Linked DNA regions of Mus musculus: region 1 is linked to region 2. The links are chromatin contacts, called in public Hi-C maps. All regions are on one chromosome and are shown on one strand. The core of a region is the stretch at or near the end of the contact, and the rest is flanking DNA. Distances in the headings are between cores, read along the strand shown. Region 1 overlaps Sgip1 (SH3-domain GRB2-like (endophilin) interacting protein 1). Region 2 has its middle 16 kb from the start of Gm24869.

Evidence for each region. Hi-C and Micro-C count contacts between places; a contact is called where the count stands out from the background.
Region 1: a Hi-C map of rod photoreceptor shows a contact between it and region 2, with 2.5 times the contacts expected there. The contact joins two enhancer-like sites. A contact is called at or near these places in 1 of 15 datasets of contacts at CTCF or cohesin (pro-B cells) and 15 of 484 Hi-C or Micro-C datasets (the C10 cell line, the N1E-115 cell line, brain and 8 more).

The regions. Positions count from the first base shown.
Region 1 is chr4:102,853,687-102,859,651 of GRCm38.p6, forward strand. All of the region lies in intron 2 of Sgip1 (SH3-domain GRB2-like (endophilin) interacting protein 1), which reads left to right. Among named protein-coding and RNA genes, the nearest start is that of Sgip1, 97 kb to the left of the region's middle. Within about 2 kb of position 1,750, at least 58 of the 459 cell types and tissues checked have an H3K27ac peak or open chromatin away from gene starts, as enhancers often do. A contact at or near this core is called in rod photoreceptor, where this site is marked.
Region 2 is chr4:102,717,494-102,724,113 of GRCm38.p6, forward strand. No RefSeq gene overlaps it. Among named protein-coding and RNA genes, the nearest start is that of Gm24869, 16 kb to the right of the region's middle. Within about 2 kb of position 2,273, at least 33 of the 459 cell types and tissues checked have an H3K27ac peak or open chromatin away from gene starts, as enhancers often do. A contact at or near this core is called in rod photoreceptor, where this site is marked.

The DNA of each region.
Region 1 (5,965 bases), core at 500-2,999, 140 kb after region 2:
AGGAGAGCAGCAGCAAGCAGCTACAGCTGGCTGTAAGGTGAACTGCAGGTCTGCGAAGGCCTGCCGCTCTGAGATTCCATTCGGTTCCATCAGAATGGAATCCAGCAGAATCCTTCACCCAGCGTACATGAAAAAGAACAATCTAGAAAAATCACAGCTATGTGTGAAGAGGTGAACACAATTCATTAGTTCCATCTTCAAGCCTTTAATTTTCACTTTAATTAAATATAAATCTTATCATAGGACAGTTAGCATTTTCTTGTGTCCTTCCATGCAAGAATATAAAATTGAGTCAATAAAGTATTACACAAATTAAAAAGTATTTCCTGCATCTAAAGGCACCGGGTAAAGTGCCTAGTGGGCTCCTTCATATTTAATAAGCATCAGCTCTGACGACTCTCCTGACTGGTATAAACTGGCAGTGATGAGTTCCTCGTGAGCAATTCCCATGGAATTTCAGAGAAAGTTGAAGGTAAGAAAGGCCACATTTGGCCTGATGCTTCCTGGCAGGAGGACATTGAGTCTAGCTTTCTAAAAGGTGAGGGGCTTTCTTTCACACAAATGGAATGAAAAAAGCAAAGGCAGAGAGGTGGGAAAGGTATCGGGCATCAGGACAGGGCCAGACAGTGTCACACGCCCGCGAGCCGTTGGTAAATGTGGTCTCGGGAGGCCAGGATGGAAAGTGGATGTGGTAAAACAGGAAGGGCCTTAAATCATAAGCTGAGGGCCATCCATCCTTGGCAGTGGGTCACCTTGGACCCCTGAAATGTAAACCAGAGATGTGAGGCACTGAGAAGGGAGCTTACCTTTCTGTGTAGATGCTAGATGTTAACTCAGTTGTTACAGTTGACGCTTCCTCTTTTGGTAAATATTTCTTGGAAATTACGTTTACTGTGGTCCTGAAGCAATTTCTAAATGATTAAGTTAGGAATATTTTTTTTCCTGAGCATCTAATACTTTATAATGCTTCTTGATAAGTTTGCCATTTTCTAAATATTAACCATCAAAATAAAATAACATCCCTTACTCTCCCTTGGATACCTGTCTGTGTTCTTGCCCCAGTTCAGTCAGGAGAGTCTTCAGAACTTGGAAATCATGCAGTTCGTTACTTGGCCTCAGTTTCCTTACCTGGGACAATGAGCTTTCTATGAGGTGACGTCCAGGTCCCCTAGAAGGCCACACACTGAGCAGTCGGCCACACCTGGGGGCGGGGGGGAGGGTGGCAAAGAGATGGAAAGGGAGAGGGAGAAGAAAAGAGAGTGGGAGAGAAAAAGAGAGAGTAGGAGGGGGGCTAAATGAGCCCCAGGGCAAGCTCAGCTAATTTGTATGTGGCCAAAGCCTTTCTTTCCCATTGCCAAGTCTATTAAAGTAAGTTATTCCTCACACCTTTGCCTCAGATGTCCCGTCTCTCTGAGGTCTTCTAATGAGGCATTACTTTATAGAGTCTCAAGTGTCTTTACTTAACTTCTCTTGAGTACAGAATTACTTACAGGAGAGCAAATTAATAACCTGGCTCCCCCCAACAGCGATGGCTAAAGGACAGGCTGTCTTGGGAAAGCTTTTGTTTTCATGAACCCCTGTTCTCAAATTGAATCATGGATCATACTTGGAGAAGGAACCATCCACACAAAAGGGTTCATAGAACGCTCGGGCAGTGTGCTGTCCCTCCAGCTTTAGATAATCCTTATATTAGCCTGCAATCAGTGAGACCTTGTTGGTGCCGGGCCTTTTTCAGAATTGTTGCAACCTGCTTAGGGTTGCTAGGCAACGCTAGGGTAGCAGCCAGCATCAACTTCAACTGATTGAACCTCCTCAGAGAGAGTGGGGCAAAAACCAGAGCTTCCTGATTTGATCATCATTAGAGAGGCTGATAGAGAGAGGAAGGGAGGGAGAGCCTTGCTAAGTGGCAGAATATGTGACTGCCCTGTTATCCTTCATTTTCACATAATTCAATAAGGTCAGTAACAATACCTCACTTCTAGAGATGAGACATCAGTGCCAGCCGGGGTTAGCAAGTTGCAGAAGGCCTTGATGTAAGCAAGGCTGAGAACAGAACCCTGCTCTAGAAAAGACGGGAAAGATCTGTAACCCAGACAGACCATTAAAGAGAAATGGCAACCGTTCCAGGAAACCAACATTTAAAATTAGAGGCCACACAAAGATGATGAATAACGAGGTTTAAAATAGAATTTATCCAATATAAAGTATCTCATTAAGAAAAGAAGAAAACTTATTAAAATGAAATACAGGTCTAAGGCTTGATTGGTTCTCTTATGGAATGCAGTATAAATTTGGCATTGTGTAGAAAATGGCGAATTAAAAGCTGCCTCTGTGTGTCCTGGTGAAGAACCCGTCTGTCTAATTCTGAAAGAGAAAGAATAGAGAAACGTCAGAAACTCACAGAGGGGATGGTAGGGCAGCTGGAGAGTGTGCACAAAAGGAAAGAAAGGCAGTATATAGAAAGAAGCAAAAGCCAACGAGATCCACAGAATCCTCCGACTGGAAGCAGCCTGAAGCAGCCATCAGCTAGCACCCACACACAGAGAGCTGCTTTGAGTCACCAGCGGGAGCCTAAAGCTGCAGTCTTCTGCAAGCACGGCATGTGGCTGTCCCGGAGAATGTGTGGAAGACCATAGATGAACAGCAGCATGGGAACACAAGAACTGTGCTGACCCAGGCCCGGTCCTGCCCAGCCCGTGAATGCATTTTCAGACTTTGTGGGTCACTCATCAGGGAAGGGGCCAGGAATCACAAAGGAAAAGAATGTCCAGCCACAGAGGTAAACACAAGCCTGCCAGCGCCCCCTCAACACTAATGCCTGAATGGAAAGCAGGCTTTCCAAGCACACCGGGAAGAGATGGGATTAGATGGCTTGCAGCCCCCATCGTCCCCCATTAGGACATTCTAACAGAAAGCTGTCCCCAGCACAGACGCTCACTCACTCACAAGGGGGGACATCTAAGTCCAACTTGTCTGGATCACTGAGAACAGGACCTCACTCCCCATCTGTAGGGACAGCTACAAGAAAAAAACTAACAAAGGAATGGGGGCAGCCATGTTATCCCACCTAAGAAAAGTACAAGCTAGTGGTATACTTCCCATTTCATTTTAATTTTCTTTGTTATTTTAATTCACACCTTTTCATCTCTCTTATATAGTTCCTTTTGGTCTGAATCTTGCCTGAACAGGCTTTTCCATCTCTTTTCCTGAGTCTCTTCCTTTGTATTTTCTCTATTAGTCCTCACACTTCTAACTCACATACTGGGGCTCTCCCATAGCTCACATCGCTCCCTGAAGATCTTCCCTCCTCCTCCTCCTCTCTTTTCTCTCTTCCTCCTCCTTCTCTTCTTCTCTTTTTCCTCTTCCTCCTCTTTCTCTTTTTTTTTTTTTTGGTGGGGGGAGAGGGTTGCTTGTTTTTCAAGACAGGGTCTTTCTGTGTAGCCTTGGTTGTCTTGGAACTCACTCTGTAGACCAGGCTGGCCTCAAACTCACAGAGATCCACCTGCCTCTGCCTCCCAAGTGCTGGCATTAAAGACGTGCATCGTCACCACCAGCTCCTTTTACCTAACTATTAACTCTAGCAGCTCTAAAACACTGTAAACTGCATTTTTTTTTCTTAAAGTACCCTGGTGTCCCTGTCTCCGAACCTTACTGGGAACATAAGTTTTTGGTTGGTTGGTTGGTTTTGTTTGTTTTGTTTTTATTCTGTATGTATACCAAGATTGCCATAAATCGCCATGTTTGAATATATAGTTTGCTTCACCCAAAAAATTGTAATGAGGGAGAAATCCAAGCAGAAACCATTTGACCAGAAGACTCCCATAAATTACATTAAACAAAAAAGTGAAAAGAAAGGACAAATTAAAACCTGGAGTTCATAAAGATCCCAATAAATGTACAAAAAAGAAAAATCAAGAAAACAGAAACCACATGGGAAATCAAGCCACTCTAGTACTTTTGCAAGCTCAGAACTCAAAGACAGAAGCGCCATCTTGTAGCGAGAATGCCAGAAGACTTCAGACTCTTGCTGTTAAACACAGAGGCCTCATCCAGTAGATAAGTAAAAGAAGAAAGTGAGCTTAGAACCTACGTGAGAAAGTTAGTCGAGGTAATGATGGTGAGTGGTATGGAAGAGATCTTCAGAAACACAGAGGAAGTCAGATTTGGAAGAAAAAAGAAAACAAAAAGGAAACGTTGGAAATAAGAGTCATCAACAAACAAGGATGAGTGGAAGAAAGCTTTCCACGTCTGGAGAAGATCAGTCATATGCGGAGGAAAGTAAATGAATGAATATGAGCAAGTCTTCCTAGAACTCTGGCCCACGTTCAAGAGACTACAGGAGGTTTTTAGAAAGGCATAGACAATCTAGTCCATGAGGTTATAGCAGAAAATTTCACTAGAGAAGTGGGCATATGAACAATAGGAATGTAGAATACTGTCTTAGTCAGGGTTTCTATTCCTGCATCATGACCAAGAAGCAAGTTGGGGAGCAAAGGGTTTATTCAGCTTACACTTTGCACACTGCTGTTCATCACCAAAGGAAGTCAGGACTGGAACTCAAGCAGGTCAGGAAGCCAGAGCTGATGCAGAGGCCATGGAGGGATGTTATTTCTGGCTTGCTCAGCTCGCTCTCTTATAGAACCCAAGACTACCAGCCCAGGGATGGCACCACCCACAAGGGGCCTTTCCCCCTTGATCACTCACTAGTCCACAAAGGCAAACACAACAAACTAATGCCAGATCTCTCGTCGTCTAAAATCCAGGGATGCATGGAATATGCTTCAAGCCCCAACAGGAAGTAACTGCCAAAGAGTCTGCTATATTTAACAGAGCAGCCTTTTAAAACTGATGGAGAACTTAGGACATTTCCAAACAAGCTCCGTTAAAGCAATTCATGGCAACCACACCAGCACTGAAGGAAACGCTCACAAGACTGTGATACAAAGGGTTAGAAAAAAATCATCCCAACCACAGGAGCACAGAAAGGAATGATGATGATGATGAGGAGGAGGACGACGACGATGACGACGATAGAAATAGAGGGAAGAGGGGACCTACTGTGACCACACAGTAGCCGCTCATCCTAACCGGGGAGAAAGAAAAGAACACCTAATACTCTGACAAACCAGAAAAATAGCCAACAGCATGAAAGGAATTTCTAGAGATTGCTCTGTAATGACTTTAATGTAAATGGCACCATCCTAGCTAACCAGGGCTGGAGAGGTGGCTCAGCAGTTAAGGGTCTGAAAAACACCCACCTGGAGATCCACGACCATCTGTAACTCCAGTTCTAGGAGGTTCAATAACGCCATCTGGTTTCCACAGGCACCAGGCATGCACAAGGTGCATAGACATGCAACCAAAACGCCCATACTCATGAAATAAAAATACCTCAATCATTCCGTACTAAAACAGGGCTCTACATTCTAGTTCTTGCTAATAGTGTAACACTTTTAAATTCCTTCCTAAAAGTGCTACACTACTAAAACCATGTTCCCATGTAACAGTGACTACCTTCTCGCTTCCCTCTCTGTATTAGTGGCACTGCAAAAACGGCCATGACCAAGACAATTTACAAGAGACTTTACTTGAGCTTACGATTCTAAAGAATTAGTGTACATGCTGGCAGAACACAGAGTTGGCAGGCGGAGTACTTACATCTTGAACCAAAAGCAGGAAAGAGAGGGTACTAGGAATGTAAACCTCAAAGCCCCACCCTCAGTGACGTACTTCCTCTAGCAAGACCACGCCTCCTGAAAAGAGAGGGTACTAGGAATGGTGTAAACCTCAAAGCCCCACCCTCAGTGACGTACTTCCTCTAGCAAGACCACGCCTCCTGAAAAAGAGAGGGTACTAGGAATGGTGTAAACCTCAAAGCCCCACCCTCAGTGACGTACTTCCTCCAGCAAGACCACGCCTCCTGCGCCTACCCCAACAATTCTGCTTAGTATTCAACCTGAAACTA
Region 2 (6,620 bases), core at 1,023-3,522:
ATTGAACCAATAAATTTACGCATTGGGTTTAGAAAGCAGCAGAGGAATTTTAAATGCAAACTTCAGAAGGAGATGGGGAAGCAGCTGAGGTGTTAGCTCAGATACCTAAAATTACACTGAGATTTTTATAGCTGCACAGGGTGAGTTACTTACTCTGAGATGGGGAAAATACATAGATATAGGCATACAGTGCACACACACACAAAACCATGCATAAACAGGAAATATATTTGCATATATTTTAAAAGTGTTCTTTGTATATAGGCACTTAAAGTGAAAAAACGCTAAAAATAAATATATCAAAATATATGCAAGATTTTTATGTGAAAAATATGGATGTTTGTTGAAAGGCTTTAAAGACCTAAGTAAATGTTCACCGATTTTAAGATAGATTCCCTCCATCTCCTCACCTCAAATAAAATGAATAATAAAATCCCACCGAAGGTCTTCATATAACTTAATGGGCTGTGTCTTAGTTAGGGTCATCATTGCTGTGATGAAACACCATAGCTAAACAACTTGTGAGGGGAAAGAATTTGTTTGACTTATGGTTCCAAATCACTGTTCATCACCAAAGGAAGCCAAGACAGGACCTCAAACAGGGCAGGAACCTAGAGGAAAGAAGTGATACAGAGGCCATGGAGGGATGCTGCTTACAGGCTTGCTCATTATTGATTGCTTAGCCTGATTTCTTATAGAACCCAGGACCACAAGTCTAAATATGGTACCACTCTCAATAGGCTGAACTCTCCATCAATCAATAATTAAGAAAACACCCTAGAGCCTTACCTATAACCTGATCTTATGGAGACTTGAGCTTGTGTCAAGTTGACATGAAACTATCCAGCACAGATTATAATCGGCTATTTAGTGTTCTCCTTAAAATACTGTATTAAATTCTAACATGTAGCAACCCCAGAATGCTAGTGTTTTAGGGGAAAGGATCAATGGAGGGGTGACACAGTTGCAATGAGGTCATTGGTACAGGCCCCAACCCAACATGACTAGTGATTTTAGTAAGTATGGATCCGAGTCTGAAGCACCTCTGCAAAAATCCCCAGGATTCTGTATCCTGGAACAATGAGCTGGACCAGGAACCTATGGATGTTGATAGAGACAGTGGTCCTGTATTATGGAAGGGGAGTGGTAGTCTCAAGAGTAGAAACGAGCTGCTGAGCAGGGACCATAGGAGCTCAAGAGCTCAGACCACCTGAGTTTACCATCCTATGTTTACATAGAACTACTTTCTCATGACCTCGTCTTGTATTTGCTGTTCATTGCTGTTGTAGGGGTAGAGAGGAATTTTAGTCTTTATGCCAACTTGATTCTTTCATCTGGTAATCATGATGCCCCATTTCGGTGCCACTACTCTACTGTCAAAGTACCTTCATAAAAAAGGAAAATCTGAAAATAGACAAGGATAAAGAAAAGATAACATGAAGACACTCTGAGTAGAACATGCCATTTTTAAGTCAAGAGTATCTGAAGCAAACATTTTTCTCACGAACCTCAAAGGGGAACCAAACCCTTAATCTTGGACTCCGGAGCTGTATGAATATAAATTTCTGTTGCTTGAGCCACTAAATATGTATTACTTGTTATAACTTAATATTGAGGAGCAAGGGATCATGAATACGCAAGTTTCAAAATAATTCTAAGAAGGGTGTTAGCATGTTATTTTAAGTTATGTTGACTAATGCAGGGTAGTCTGTGAAGAGATAGTATTATTTCAGCTTTGTATCACTGTTCAAAAATACTCAAAATAATTAACCAACAAGAGAAAATGCCTATATGATTCACAAGTTTTGAGAGTCTAGTTTAGGACTGACTGATTCCATGAGTTGGGGCTTCTGCTGGGGGCATTGGATGTCAATGGTGGGTCATGTGACCAATCACAGCAGCTGATGTTACAACCAGAAAGCAGGATCTAACCCAGCAACCTCAGGACCTCTCCTTAGGACCCACCTCTGAGGATCCACTACCTCCAAGTAGTAGCACCCTGGAAGCCAAGATGTTAGTACAAGGACCTTTGAAGACATTTCTCTAAATCATAGCAGAGACATAGACTAGTGGAATCAAATAGAAAGGACAAAGACATAGACTGTATTTTAGTGATATTGAAAGATGACAGACAGCAAAAGACATGGTACAAGTGTTGGGACAATGTGATTTGCTTGGGAAAATTGAAATTTGATTCTTACCTTGTACAAACATAAAATGTCACTGCCAGTAGATGGCGCTTAATACAGAGCTCCATACTGGTTAAACTGCAGAGAATAAGAAAACTGTGGAGGGCTCAGTGTAAATGGGGCATGGGTATCACACCTCCTCCATTCAGGGCTCAGGGATCATGGAAAAAGATGGAGCTAGAAGATTGTAAGAGCCAGAGATTGCTCAGAACTGTTGCAAAGCAGTGTTTTCTGGACATGATAGTCACCTTGCACACAAGAACTCAACTGGCTGTGGCTGTGCACACTACCTACATTAGATCAAGCCAATAAAAATACAAATGTGGATGGTGGAGAGACCCACAAAGCTCCATCCTAGCTGAGGAGTTCTTGGTAGTTGGTGGTTGCCAATAGAGGGAGTATTGGTTTTCTTCTGAAATGCAGCTGTGGTAGTTGCCCAAGATAGAGTAAATGATCTCATTCCCACAACATGTCCTCATAGCACCAATTGAACTCAGTGGTTAAAAAGGACATACATGAACATAAGAGGAAGGACACGAACATAAGAGGAAGATGTGGTTTCAGGGGAGAAGTTAGAGGGGAGGGACTGAAGGTGAATTTCATCAAAACACATTGTAAACATATATGGCATTCTCAAAAAATAATTAGAATTTTTTAATTAAAAATAAATTTCTACCAAATAGAACAAAGTCTGAATTCTAGGAGAAATCACATTTGCAATCTAGAATATAGGACACTATCTTGGACAGGAAAGTGCCATTAAACCAGACTCAAAAGACATCCATAGTGGGTGGAGAGATGGCTCAGCCATTAAGAGCACTGGGTGCTCTTCCAGAAGTCCTGAGTTCAGTTCCCAGCAACCACATGGTAGCTCATAAAACCATCTGTAATGGGATTTGATGCCCTCTTCTGGTGTGTCTGAAGACAGCAACAGCGTACTCATAGACATGAAGTAAGTAAATCTTTTTCTCAATCAGCACAAAGGAAAGGCTGGGAATAACTCAACTACAGTAAAATTAAACATGTATGTTTACAAAAGACAATAAGAAATTAGGGAAAAGACACATTTACACCAGGAAAATTATTCAGAGTAAACATAACTGAAATTCACCAATGGCTATTACAGTTGAGTAAGGAAAACAAAATAACTATATTGCCTAAAAGGGCAAACTATATATGCATAGCAGTTTGTCGAGCAGGAGGATAAAGAGATGCTCAAAGCAAATTAAAACCAACCCTTACTGAGGTAAATGTTAAAAAATCTAGTACTAACCAATGCTGGGAAGGGTGTGTCCCTCTCGTGGAGAGTAATGGATAGAGCCTATTCTGAGAACTAGTTAGCAATAGTTAATCAACTTGAAAATAAAAATCCACTTAATAATTCACTAATCCAGCTCCCCCTCCCGTGTGTGTGTATGTACAAAGAACATATATACATTTATATGCATGTACTTTCAGTAGAAAATCATTGAAGAGTCTTTCTACATGCAAATGGGTCCATAATCTTTTTTTTTAGCAGTAAGTGAATATGAGCACCACAATAAACATGCTTGATTCTCACAACCTAAGTAATTACATTTTAAATGAAAATGTATGATATATATGTGTATATATATATGCATATTATATATATGACTTCTCTGCCACTGTACATCTGTTAGAATGTATAAACATATATATATATATATATATATATATATATATATATATATATATATATATACACATACACACACACACTGTTGATATCAAGCTAAAGTGAAGCCATTGTTAATAGTAACATACATGGAGTGTTAAAAATATATTGCCTAAGAATTGAAATCTCAGACTGGGGAGATGTTGTAGTCAGTAAAGTGCTCACTGAACAAGCGTGAAGATCTAAGTTCAGATCCCAGTGCTCACATAAAAGCTGCATTTCATTGGGCATCTCTATAACCCTAGCACAGAGCTAGGGTGTTTGGAGTTCAGTAAAAGATTCTGCCTCAAAACCTAAGGCAGGAAGTAACAAAGGAAAACATCTAATGTCGACTCTACCACCACTCACACAAGCACGCACACACACTTACTCCATCACCACCTACACACACACTCACACGCACTTACACACAGAGGGGAGGTGGGAGGGAAGGAGAGAGGATAAGGGAATGAGGGAGGGATGAAGGGAAGAAAGGAAAGAACAGAAACCTCAAGTTCAAATTTAAGGCACTCTTTTTATTGGCAGAGTAGTGCTAGGCTCAACACATAGATATAGCATCTATTTTAGTAAGGACTTATTTCTTCCATTTATTATACCAAATTTGTGTCTGTTACATAGATTAAAGCTTTAATGTATTAAAGGACACTAATAATTTTACTGTAAGTTCTGTTACATTCCAATCATTACAAGTGACACTAATTATCAGTCATTACCTCCTTCTCTAATCATAATTTATCATTTCCCATGATTACCGTTATTCTTCCATAGCCTGACAAGAAAAGCAGAAATCTACATAACCCATTAACCAAACAAGATAATTTTGATGCTGGAAATGGAAGCAGATGACTATAATCCCAGCACTTGAGAGGCTGAAGCCAGAAGGTTGTGACTTCTAGGACAGCCTGGGCTATGTAGTTAGATCCTGCCTCAAAAGAAATAAGCAAACAACAGCAACAGCAACCAGGTCTTGAGAGACATAGAAACACTAAATAAAATGTATTTATTACACTGGTAAGCAAATGAGTGTGGACGCTGATGCCTGAAGGGAGTTTCTCTGGACAGCCTACGTTTAGTTTCTTATCCAACTAAGCAGTATCCCACGATGTCTTTCCTCAGTGAGATTTCTTCTTAGCACTCAAACACTCATATTAGAAAATGAATTTATCAGGGTCCTTTCAGCAAAATCTTGCTAGTGTATGCAATAGCTGTCTCTTGTGAGACTAGGCCAGGGCCTAGCAAACACATAAGTAGATGCTCACAGTCAGCTATTGGATGGAGCACAGGGCCCCCAATGGAGGAGCTAGAGAAAATATCCAAGGAGCTAAAGAGATCTGCAACCCTGTAGGTGCAACAACATTATGAACTAACCAGTACCCCGGAGCTCTTAACTCTAGCTGCATATGTATCAAAAGATGGCCTAGTCGGCCATCACTGGAAAGAGAGGCCCATTGGACATGCAAACTTTATATGCCCCAGTACAGGGGAATACCAGGGACAAAAAATGGAAATGGGTGGGTAGGGAAGTGAGAGGGGTATGGGGGACTTTTGGGATAGCATTCTAAATGTAATTGAGGAAAATACGTAATAATAAAAAATATTTAAAAAAAAGAAAATGAATTTATGTGCCTCTGAGATAGTTTTCCTTCAGACGAGCTGCTTCCTAGATGCCCATCTCTGACAGACATATTGAGTGACATAGAGAATATGTCCTAAAACATAGCACCAAACAATGGCTTGATGAAAGGTAAACTGAGTTAGGACAGAATAAGCCCAGAGAGAAAGGGGTGGGGAAACCCAGCAGGAGAGGGGAACACATAGCTCTTGACTTGAATGTCAATGGTCCTAGGTCTGTCCTTCACCCGGAAGATCAGAGGCCATTTTGGGAATGTGAGTGTGGAGGTGTCTGGAAAAGTCCTTTCTGATCAGGAATCCCAGAGATTCACCTTAGGGGATTCCTCAGAGAGGAAGAAAAAGAGGAATCTGCCTTCTTGAAACTGACCCTGAGTGGAACTCTCAAAAGAGAAGAGATCTGAGAGAGTCCTCGAATGCTAGTTCAAGATCACATGACACAGGACAAGAATTCACCCATGTAGCCAGTAAGTGTAGCCCCATATTGGTAGTTTAACAGGCATAGACAGAACAAGCAGTCCCGAGCTGGGAGAAAACATGCTTGAATCAGTTTCCTAAAATACACATATGTTTCTAGCCAAATGAATTCACAATCAGAAATCTTACAAATCAAGATTGAGCAGAAACAATAATCTGCAGAGTTAAATAGAAATTAATTTGTAGGTTAAAATTAATTGATAATATATTTGAAATGATATGCTTAGAGAGGTTGTAAGAGCCAAGGGTGGTAATACAGGTCTATGGTCTCTCGCTTCTCAAAAGTGTCTATGCTTTTGAGTGAGTGTCAGATTTTATAGGCCATATTTGAATCCAATGATAAATATTTAATTGCTCTACCAATGATTGGATCTACATGGGTATTTCAGAGGCGTCTGTGACTTGACATATCCTCAAACTGCTGTCAGTAAAGTTGGTGGCTGGTGACTTGGGTTGAAATAGACCAATTTAAATGTATATCTCACTTTCCGTGACTATGCTTCCGAAGCCCCAAAGTCAAAACTCATTGCATGAGATACATAAGAAAACTTGAAAATGGGACAGCAGACTGAAAATCTATGTGCTTCTGGAAAACCTGAGATGCATGTTTGTTAAGAAATGCATAACAA